Regions from separate parts of the Gossypium hirsutum genome. Here region 1 is linked to region 2. The links are chromatin contacts, called in public Hi-C maps. All regions are on one chromosome and are shown on one strand. The core of a region is the stretch at or near the end of the contact, and the rest is flanking DNA. Distances in the headings are between cores, read along the strand shown.

The links. Hi-C and Micro-C count contacts between places; a contact is called where the count stands out from the background.
Region 1: a contact with region 2 is called in a Hi-C map of leaf, with 2.0 times the contacts expected there. The contact joins the enhancer-like site here to the promoter of LOC121218490 in region 2. A contact is called at or near these places in 4 of 34 Hi-C or Micro-C datasets (leaf and petal).

What each region holds. Positions count from the first base shown.
Region 1 is chrD06:41,514,875-41,520,543 of Gossypium_hirsutum_v2.1, reverse strand. It overlaps LOC121218541 (a long non-coding RNA gene), which reads right to left. Exons shown (of 2, transcript XR_005914922.1): 2 at 4,525-5,669. Among protein-coding and RNA genes, the nearest start is that of LOC121218541, 4.2 kb to the right of the region's middle. Within about 2 kb of position 3,288, at least 8 of the 9 cell types and tissues checked have an H3K27ac peak or open chromatin away from gene starts, as enhancers often do. A contact at or near this core is called in leaf, where this site is marked.
Region 2 is chrD06:41,455,748-41,461,918 of Gossypium_hirsutum_v2.1, reverse strand. It overlaps LOC121218490 (putative receptor-like protein kinase At4g00960), which reads left to right and starts at 1,644. Exons shown (of 7, transcript XM_041095733.1): 1 at 1,644-2,678; 2 at 2,755-2,889; 3 at 3,082-3,197; 4 at 3,325-3,535; 5 at 3,638-3,875; 6 at 4,017-4,167; 7 at 4,252-5,045. The coding sequence starts at 1,841. The coding sequence ends at 4,584.

The DNA.
Region 1 (5,669 bases), core at 2,039-4,538, 57 kb before region 2:
CACCAAAACGAGCGAGGACATCTAAAAGATTAAACTATTTTGAAAATATTAACTTTCAATTAATCAATATTTTTTTTTCGAATAAGTTATTAAATAAATACTTAAATAATAAAATAAATGTAGATTTAAAATGTGAAAACCTAGAAAGTTTAGAAAAGTAAATACTTTTATAATTTAAATAACTCTAAATGTTAAACATTATTAATAAAAATATTTAAGATTTTATGTTATATAACACTGCACTCTACATTTTTTTATTTTATTTTTCAAAATAAGAAAAGCTTATTTATAACTTGTCAAGTGGGATAATGTCTACTAAAAACAAATTATATTAATTGCTGACATCACATTTAATCAGGACAATTATATTAATTAGTAATTTTATCACATATGTATGCACATAGAATGTATTTAGAACAAAAGTAAGTATAGTGAAAATAACATTTATTAAATAATGAAATGTCTAGTTTGAAATTAATACTAAACATATATGCAATACGTGTGAAATTAAAATAAATAAATAAATTTAAATATAAATAAAAAAATTAAATGGTTAAATACTTCTTATTTAGAATGATAAATGTATTCCAATTGTACTACACATATACTTTTGTAAACTACTTATTTAAAATATATGTAATAATGCAACAAATAATTTGAAATTAATAATAATATACAAACTTAAAAGGGATAAATCTTAAAATTATATATGAACTTTGACTTAATGCGTAATTGTATACATGAATTTTAACTTGGTACAATTATATACGTGAAACTCAAATTATGGTTCAAATGTATAGTAGAAATTTAATCATACATATTTAAAGAAATAAATACATCAATTTATTTTTATATTGGATAAATATAATTATTTATGTATGCAATATATAAATATAAAATAATGTTATATCAATAATTGTGTTAATAATTTACAAGAATTGAATCAAATAAAAATTTATATGTAATTACACTTAAATCAACTTAAAATAAAATATTAAACATTATTAATAAAAATATTTAACATTTTATGTTATATAACACTGCACTCTACATTTTTTTATTTTATTTTTCAAAATAAGAAAAGCTTATTTTATAACTTTTCAAGTGGGATAATGCATACTAAAAAGAAATTATATTAATTGGTGAACCTAAATTTAATGAGGAAATTATATTAATTAGTAATTCTATCACATATGTATGCATGTAGAATGCATTTAGAACAAAAGTAAGCATTGTGAAAAAAACATCTGTCGAAACCTTTTTGGAAATCAACTTTTTTATTTAAAAAAAACGAAAATAGAGTCACCACCAATCATTTTTAATTAGATGTGATTGGATCACCTCAAAACTTAGTAATTTTAATAAAATGTTAGGTTTACTAAAACAATGATTTTTGGTCTACAAAATCCAAGAAATGGGTTCGGGAGTCGGTTACAAATGAGGAAGGACTAGCACCCTCATAATGCCCAAAATTGGTACCTAGTTGATTACTTAATGTTTTGTCACCCTCATAACGCCCAAAAAGGTCATGTCTTATAAGTTAGGGCACGACATTTCAAATCCTCGAAAATAAGATTGCTCATTATTTAATTATTATTTAAATCTTATGTGTTTTTAGTTGTAAAAAGGATGTTCGATTATTTAGGTTCAAAGAGAGAGTCGAACCCCATAAGTTAAGGCACAACTTCTCGAATTTCTAAATAAAGAACGTTGCCTCGGTTTTAAAAATATCCTTTTTTATGCATTGAGTAAAAATCATGTAACATTTAAAGCTATGTGCATTTAACTTATTTGGGTATAATATGAAAATGGACAAATATATTTAAACATGATACATGATATAGTGATAGCAAAATAATATAAAATAGCCATGTGGGCAAAATATCAATATTAAAATGATAAATAATGAATAAATAAATACCATAATAATAATGCAACTATAATAATAATAAAAATATTAATTCATAATACTAATAGCAATAGTCATATCACTATCATAATACCAAAATAAATAAATAAATAAAAATATGTAATAACCACCTAAAAAATGCATAAAAAAAGAATATAAACATCATAAATTTTAAGTGCTAAAAAAAAGTAAGTAAAGGGGTGAAATTAAATAAATGAATGATTAAATGGAAATTTAAATGAAATTTAAAGTATGAATTATATAAATAAATAAAGCAAAAAAAAGGACTAAAATAGAACATACGAAAAGGAACAAGAACCAAATGGGTAGTTATCCCACCCATATTACACGTGTCCTTCCCTCGGAGGGTCAATAGTGGGTCAAGGGACTAAATTGCACAAGAGTAAAATAAAAGGGAAAAAATAGAAATTAAATAATGAATTGTAGGATGAAATTGTAAAATAACAAAAAAGATGGAGGGTCAAATAAGCAATTAGACCCTCCCCTTGAAAACGTACGGATCCTAAGGGAATTTGGTTTGGGTCATTGGGTTGTGTTTAAAACGATGTCATTTTGGGGCCTCTAGAGCCTAGCCAAAACGACATTGCATCCTGGTCCTTATATATACCAAAAAGTTCTAAAAAAAAAATCATTTCTAAACTTATTCTTTTAAAAAAAAACTTTAGGCCCCTTTTTTTCTCTCATCCCTTCCATATCCGGCCCTGGTGTTGGCGAGTCTCAACTGTGGCCATCGATCATCGACAACAGAGACTGCTGCCTCTGATGGCCGAAGATCGCAAAAAAAAGCCTTTTGTCCCTATCTTTTGGGGAATTCGAATTTGGGGTCAAAATCCCTAGCTCCGGTCAAAGTTCAACAACAAAAAAATGGCCCTTTCGGTTTCTAGTCGTCCTCTGACGCGGCCTTAGGCGAACCCCCAAGGGTTTTGCAGCCTTCTAAGCCATAGAAGACTCCGACGACAGTAATAGAGGTAAAAACAAACCTTTCGTATTCTTTTATATATATATGCAATATTCGAAAAAATAAAAAAAGAAAAATACCTTTAAAAAAAACTATTATAGTTTCTTTCTGTATTTCTCTTTCGATTGTCTGTAAAAAGATGCATTTGTTGTTATGGCTTTTATAGCCGAACATATTACAGGATATTCATTTTTATTTTTCCTTTTTTTATTGTTGTTTCTGTTACTGTTTCTGTCTCTTTCTTCTTGCAAGTCGTTATGGTGGTCAACGACAATAGGGAGTCGCACCCTTGCCATTTCAGTGAAATGATGGCAATGGAGGCAATCCTCAGGCAATGTATTCACTGACATGGCCAGAAACAGCGGCGCATAGGGGATCTAGAGTTTTTTGATTAGTTTAGGTTTTTTGGGCTTGGACTTAGGTGTCTTGGGTATTTAGGATTTTGTAAATGGACTTTTGTTAATGGACTCTATTATTTCTATTTATTTATTTTTGTCTGGACCAGATAAAATTGGGTCATTATAACATCTATTAAATAATGAAATATCTAGTTTGAAATTAATATGAAACATATATATTAAGTTGAACAACTAAAAAAGTCATTATGCAATTGAGAGTATGAAATAGTAATAGTCTGCTGCCCTAGCACGCATTGTCTGCCGCCTCTGGCATGAGTTATTAGGTTTTTTGGTTGTTTTCGTTCTGGTGTTTTATTTGTTTCAAATCTTGATGATCGTCAATTTCTGAATATTCCCTCTCTGTTCTCTTGAAGGCGGGCGAGTTCCATCGTTTTTGTACAGATCCTGCAAGTATGGAGACCGGATTAGCAAATCTTTCGATTAATGAAGAAGAAGAAATTTTGATTGTCCAGGAAGAACCATCTACACAAAAAGAAGGAATAGATTATTAGCTTGTGGGTTGCTTTGGGGGAGGATCATCTATTGGTTATGGGAAGGAAAGATTAAGATCCTTTCAAGGAAAAGTAGCTATAGAGTATGACGTGGAAGATGAAACTTTTATTGGGGATGAGGGGAAAAACGGAACAGGGTTGAGATGGAGGACACTACCTTTTTATCATCGGCGACTGCCAAAAGGTCAGCCGACCGGAAGCAATGAAAATCTTAAGTTGGAACGTCCGTGGTTTGGGGAGACAACGGACGGTTAAAAGACTTCGGTATTTACTGAAGATAAATAATCCCCAAATAGTCTTTTTCATGGAGACAAAATTAAGTATAAAATAGTTAGAAATTGTTCGTAGAAGATGTGGTTTCTTACACGGGATTGAAGTTGCAGCTGAGGGTACGAGAGGAGGTTTATGTTTAACATGGAGAACTGACACGGATTTAATACTACGTAGTTTTTCTAAAAGACACATTGATGTGTTAGTTGAAGATAAAGAAAAAGGAGTTAAATGGAGATTTACAGGCTTTTATGGTTCTTCATATGCACAGGACAGAAACGATTCATGTGAAGTTTTGAAGAAATTAGCAGTGGGTGAGGCAATTCCATGGTTGGTGTGTGGCGATTTTAACAAAATCATGTATGGATTCGAGAAGAAATGAGGACTACCTAGAGATGAAAGAAGGATGGAGTTATTCAGGAAAATGCTTGAAGATTGTCACCTATATGATGTGGGTTTTGTGGGCCGCTGGTTCACTTGGGAGAGGGGTAATTTACCAGAGACAAATATTCAAGAACGTCTCGACAGAAGAGTGGCTAACACAGAGTGGATTATGCTGTTTCCTAATGTGAAAGTTCAACATTTCACTCATACGTTTTCAGATCACTATCCTCTTCTTTTAGATACCAGAAAATCTGAAGATCTAGGTTGGATTAGTAATTTTAGATTTGAAGCCTGGTGGTTTATGGAGGAGTCCTTTATTAATGAGGTTAAACTTTTGTGGGAAAATTCTTCAAGGGAATTGCTTCAGAGATTGGCGAATTTAAAAGAAGGTCTGAAAAAATGGGCTAGAAGAATCCAATTTAACAAGAAGAGATCTAAACGAGTTCTGACAGAAAAGCTTGAAGAATTGGTTATAGCAGAAAGGGACGATAAGACTTTAGCTGAATTGATCGATACAATGATAAGTCTTAATTTTGAGATTGAAAAAGACGAGTGCTATTGGGAACAAAGGGTCAGAACAAATTGGTTGAAGTTTGGAGATAAAAATACAAAATTCTTTCACAGTCATGCTTCACACCGAAAGAAGAGAAACTTTATTCACAAATTAAAAAATGAAAAAGGGGGAGAGATGGTGTTTGTGCAAGGCTTATTTTCAAAATCTATTTTCAGCAGGTAGTAGGGGGAATTATGATCATATATTAATAGGGGTCGAGCGGTGTATTCAAGAGGAAGATAATCAAAGACTCACAGCTCCATATTCCAAGGAAGAAATTACAGAAGCTGTCTTTGGTATGGGCCCAACAAAGGCGCCAGGTGAAGATGGCTTTCCAGCAGTGTTTTACCAGAAATGTTGGCAGATTGTGGGAGAAGATGTCATGGCCTACTGTCTCCGATTGTTGAATGGTGAATTGGAGGTTAGTCAAATTAATTCTACAAATATAGTGCTTATACCCAAAGTTGAGAGTCCTTTTAACATGTCACAGTTTAGGCCGATCAGTCTTTGTAATGTCCTTTATAAAATTATTGCAAAGGTTATTGCTAATAGGCTCCGAAACGTTACTGGGAAATGTATTGATGAAGCCCAACGTGCTTTTGTACCGGGGCGATTGATATCAGACAATGTTTTACTTGCTCATAAGGTACTGCACAAGTTAAAA
Region 2 (6,171 bases), core at 395-2,894:
TATCGGTTCCCAAATCCTAATAGATATATAAGTGAAGTGCAGTGTGTAACACCCCGATACTAGACTAGATCGTTGGGTCCTAGTTATGGTGTGTCGCATTCATTATCGGAATAACTACGAGCAATTCACATTTAAATCATACAATTTAATGATAAAATCAAACAATTATACATCTAACATGAAATACAATCATTCTCAGGCTTCATACGAGTTTACAGAAGCTCAAATACTATAAAATAATTAGCTATTGCATCTCATATAAAATCTTGTGCAATCATAACTAATTCATTAAAATCACTAGCAACTTAGCATAACGTACCTAGTTTAAAAGCATTTATAGTTCATATCCTTTTAGCCATATCCAAATACCAACATATTTAAGGCAATGAGTATAAACACATAATTATATTAGCATAACATACCTAGTTTAAAAACATTCCCACACGCCCACTCTTGTGATAAATATATTAGATATATTAATAATATATTTTATTAAGTTAGTGTCTCGAGTTAATTCAACACCAATTTTATATAGATAATAACACTATGATAAAAAATTTAATTTACGTTTTAAATTTATAATTTCTACACGTATACTGATAGGATTTAGAAATCCATTCATTTCCTTTTTAAGATAGGTGGCTGGAAAATGTCTGTTTGAGACGAAACAACTATGGACGGTAAGGGAAGCATTTTCCATGAGAAAACGGGTCAAGTTTACTCATTATTGTATTAGCTGAAGAATTCATGGCATCCGGACAAACTTGGAAGAAAGTGTGGGCAAATTAGGAATGGCCTGAATTAGCCCTCCCTCCAAGATTTTTTAGATAGATTTATTTTACCATTTATTTCTCTCTTCGCAATTAATATTTTGTTTGGTAGGAAATGTGGCTAAAATAATCCGAGAACACATCTTCCTCTGTGTATCTTTTAACTGCCGGTGGTTTTGAGAGATGCAATGTTGAGTACTCGATAAATGTGACAAGAATAAGGTTGTACCTATATTAAATAAATTATTATTTATAAGGTAAAATTAAAATTAAAGAAAATTTTGTTTATGGTCTTTCTTTTAATCTATTATATTTATAAAATTGTTATTTTAATAAATAAAATTTATGTTAGAAATAAAAAATAGATATTCATTTATTTATAATTTTGTATATATTTTTTATAAAATTTTAAATAATTTTTAAAATTTTTAAAATCAAGACTAATTTGATATAATATTTAAAGTTAGAATTAAATTTATTTATTTTTTTAGAAGTAGGACCAAATTGATAAAACCTATAAAAAAATTAAAAGATTAAATTTATTATATTGATAAAAATGACCTCATCAATATTCCCTTAGCGATTTAACATAGTGATTAAAATATTAAATTTAAATTATCTAATAATAATAATAATAAATCTCACCAACTAAAAAACTGTCACAATTTATGTAGTTTACCTTTAAAAGAATTTCAATGAGTTTTGGATGAATTAAGCCTTTTTGGACATTTTTAGATACATTTTATATTGTTTGGTAGTCTGTCTTTTAACTGTCAAGTTCAACCTCCAGCTGTGGCGGGATTGCAACACCATTACGTTCAATTGTCAATGAATCCAAAAGAAGATTGTCCACTAACCACACCTTTCTTTCTCAGATAGGTAAGACGGAGTAGTTAAAGACCAAGTTTCGTTTGACTTTTAAAAGCTTCAAGACTTTTGCTTTAATGAGCGCTCTTTGACTCTTTCTGCAACTCAATCCCCCACCTCTTCTCTGCCATGAAAAATCTGGAATAATAAGTTCCCTCTTCTTTCTTTTGGGTTTCATTTCCTTCAAATTATACAACCTCAAAATGTGGGTTAAACTTACAGCTCTTTCTTCAATTCTCTCCCATCTGCTTATCTGCATCAGTCTTGTTGAGGCTTACATAAGATGCTATGACACTGGTAATTTCACCATAAATAGTACCTATGGTAAAAACCGGGACCTTCTTCTTGCTTCTCTCCCACCTAATGTCTCTGCAAAAGGTGGTTTCTTTACTTCCAATTTTGGCCAAAACGCCGACAAAGTTTACGCTCTTGGTATGTGCAGAGGAGACTCTACTCCTGACGATTGTTATAAATGTGTCAATTCTACATTCCACGAACTCATAGCTAACTGTCCCAACCAGAAGGAAGCCCTTGCATGGGGAGGGAAACCATGTCATGTACACTATGCAAATCACTCGTTTTATGGAACCCCGCAGGATCTAGGAGTCCCTGATGCACGCTATAATACGGGCGATATCACATTTAACTTAACAGAATTTGATACGGTTTGGGAGAGTTTGATGGACACAGTGGTGAGAAACGCTTCCAACGGCTCTTCTACTCTTAAGTATGCAACTGGGGAAGCAGATTTTACAATAACCCAAACGATATATGCGCTAATGCAGTGCACTCCAGATTTATCATACCAGAATTGTGATTTCTGCCTAAGGCAATCCATAAGCTACTATGAACGCTGTTGCCATGGGAAGCAAGGAGGTTATGTTCAGAGGCCTAGCTGTTATTTCCAATGGGATTTGTATCCTTTTTATACACCCAATGCTTCTACTACTTCTCCATCCTTGTCTCCTCCACCCTCACCTGTTAGTCCTCCACCCCCAGCTGCTAGTCCTCCGCCACAGTCGGTGAACACAATCAAAAAAGGTAACTACCGATCTGCTAGTCGGCATGCTGGTTTCAGGAAGAAATTGATGTGAATGAAAAGTTGTTGCTTGTGCAGAGGAAGGTGGCCACCGTTCATCCCAGACCCTAGTCATTATCATTGTTCCAATTGTTATCTTGGTGGCAGTACTTGTCATACTTGCAGTAGCTATTCTCCGTAAAAGGATCGCGAAACCCAAGCAGGATGATCAAAGTAAGTTGGTCCTCTACTCTCTTTTGATGTACTTCTTCCAATGTTTAAGCATGGTTTTATACTTTAGGAAATAAAAATGAGCAAAAAAGTTGCAAGTGCTTTCTTCTCTTGTTTTCATTTGTTATAACTTTTTTTTTTGGCATGAGACCTCCTTTAACCGCAAGCCTTAATTCGTTCTGTGTCAACCTGCAGATGCCAAGACCCGTGTAGAATCGTTGCAATTTGACTTTGATGCAGTAAGAGTTGCAACAAAAGACTTCTCGGATGCAAACATACTGGGACGAGGTGGATTTGGTCCTGTTTATAAGGTAATTTAAGATTTGGAAAATTGATAAATATATGAAAGTGAAGCCTCCAGTTTGATGGCTTCCAAGAAATAATAGGAAATAAAAGTTGGTGTTTTCTATCATTGTTCTTTGTTACAAATACTATCAGGGTAAGCTTGAGGATGGACGGCAAGTAGCTATAAAGAGGCTGTCTGAAAATTCGGGACAAGGACAACAAGAATTCAAGAATGAAGTGATGTTATTGGCGAAGCTACAACACAGGAATTTGGTTAGGCTTCTTGGTTTTAGCTTGGAACAAAAAGAAAGGGTTCTCATCTATGAGTTTCTGCCCAACTCAAGCCTTGACAACTTTATATTCGGTATGGTTTAATATATTTGGTAGAATGCCACTCAAGTCATGCTATAGAGGTGAAAAGTTGATAATCTCTGGTTATTACTATTAAATTCATGATTAATCGCAGATTCAGTAAAGCGTTCGCTACTAAGCTGGACGAAGAGGTACAAAATTATAAACGGAATAGCTAAGGGACTTCTTTATCTTCATGAAGATTCTCAATACCGAATCATCCATCGCGACTTAAAAACAGCCAACATATTGTTAGATGAAGAGATGAATCCTAAAATCTCAGATTTTGGAATGGCGAAATTGTTTACGGTTGATCAAACTCGAGCTGACACAAGCAAAGTCGTTGGGACCTAGTAAGCATTTAGAAGGATTTGTTTCTACATGTTATTTGTTAACTTTGTGATATCTAAAACTCAAAGATCCTAAGCATTAGCACTTCTTCTAGAGGATTAGCTACCATTTAAATTCATTCATTAAGATTTATTTGTCCGCAGTGGATACATGGCTCCTGAGTATGCATGGCATGGACAATATTCAGTTAAATCCGATGTTTACAGCTTTGGAGTGTTGGTTTTGGAAATCATTAGTGGTAAAAAAATCAGTAGCTTCTCCAACCAAGAAGTGGGAGACTCTCTTCTAACCCATGTAAGCTGCATACTGTGGTTATGGTATTACTGGATTAGAACTTGCTAAAACACTATGTAAGTTCATATTCCTCGACTTTTGCAGGTATGGAGAAACTGGAGTGAAGGAACTGCTTTAGAAGTAGTAGATCCAATCCTGAGGGATTGCTCCAGAATTGAAATAATGAGATGTATCCATCTTGGGTTGCTTTGTGTTCAAGACAATATTGCTTACAGACCAACCATGGCCTCTGTGGTTCTCATGCTTAGTAGCTATTCCACGTCTCTTCTAGTGCCATCGAGACCTGCATTTTTCATGCATTCCACCATGGAGACAGAAACGAAGTCTCAGTCATCCTCACTCTCCAATCAATCTAAACAAGAAACCGTTCAAGTCTCTGTCAATGAAGCTTCCATTTCTGAACTAGATCCTCGATAAAGTTCGAAGATGGGTATATTGACACAATTTTTTTAATAAAACGGGGCCGACTTGGGATTTGAAAAATGAAAACGAATGTGGGAGCGGCCATCAATCTTTTTTTGATGAGGTGTGATCGGGTCACATCGTAAAACGGTTATTTTTAATAAATAGTTTAGATTTATTAAAACAATGCTTTTGATCTGCGAAATTCAGAAAAATAGGTTCGGGAGTCGGTTACGTACGAGGAAGGATTAGCACGCTCGTAACGCTAAAAAATTGGTACCTAGTTGATTAATTAGTGTCTCGGTTTCGAACGCTGAAAATTTGAAGGGAAATTTAAAATACAATCCTCTTTTCATTAAAATGCTTGAATAAATTAGGAAGGGAATTAAAGACCTACTCGTCTTGAGGTAATGAAATATCACATCTCGTAAGTTAAGACACGATATTCCTCACATTTGAGAATGAACTTGAATTTAATTCTTATTGAAATCTCGAATTTTGAAATTTAGAAGGATATGTCACTTATTTAGGTTCAACGAGAAAATTGAAACCCCGTAAGTTAGGGTACGATTTCTCAAAATTCTAGATCGTGAAACATTGCCTTATTTTTTAAAATTTTCTTTTCACCAATTTGGGTAAAAGGGTAGTGAAATGTTTAAAAGATATATGTTTACTTTATTATATTTTTAAAAAAGTTATTTAATACGTAAAAATTTATACGTGGCTAATAACGATGGTGTGACATGCTTTTGAAGTAACGGAGACGTAATATTGCATAACATAAAAGAAACACACGTCATCAATATCATCGGATTACAATGCTGACAAGCATGAACAAGAACAATACAAATAATGCTAATAATAACATGAGGAACGATGATAATAATAATGACAATATGAATAAAAAAACATAATAACGATGATTATTAAAAGAAAGAAAGAAAAAAGAAAAAAATATATATTGAAAATAATAATAAAAATAATAGTGAAAATATTAACCATAATAGAAAATACAAATAATAATAAACAAAAATGTGAAAACCAAAAAAGAAACAAAATAGTGAAAATATTAAATGAATAAGGTTAAATTAATAAGATATTTGATTTTTTTTAAAAAAGGAAAAGAAAAAAGAAATTAAACAAAACAAAATAAAAAAAACAAACAGTTTTTAAAAAAAGTGAAAGAAAAACGAAATTCAATGACCACAGGACAGATTTGGAATTAAAACAGAATCAAAGGGCCAAATTTGAAAAGAAAAAGAACCAACAAGACCCGAATCAAAACGCGTGCAAATATGTAGGGGTCAAATGAGAAATTATTCCCCAGCCCTTTAAATGCGTCGTTTGAGTAGGTTAAAATGAAATGGAGATAAAATTATATAGGCAAATTAAAATAAATAAATAAATAAAAAGACAACATTGGAAATTGAATAAAATGCGGAGGGATCAACGGCGAAAATAACCCATTTTATTTGGCCCAGCGTGACGCCGTTTATGGTACTAATGTCGGCACATGGTTCATGGACTAAATTAAATCAGAAGCACAATTTGCAGCCCAAATCGAAAACAAAAAAGGGATCAAATTGCACCACAGTGTGAAAA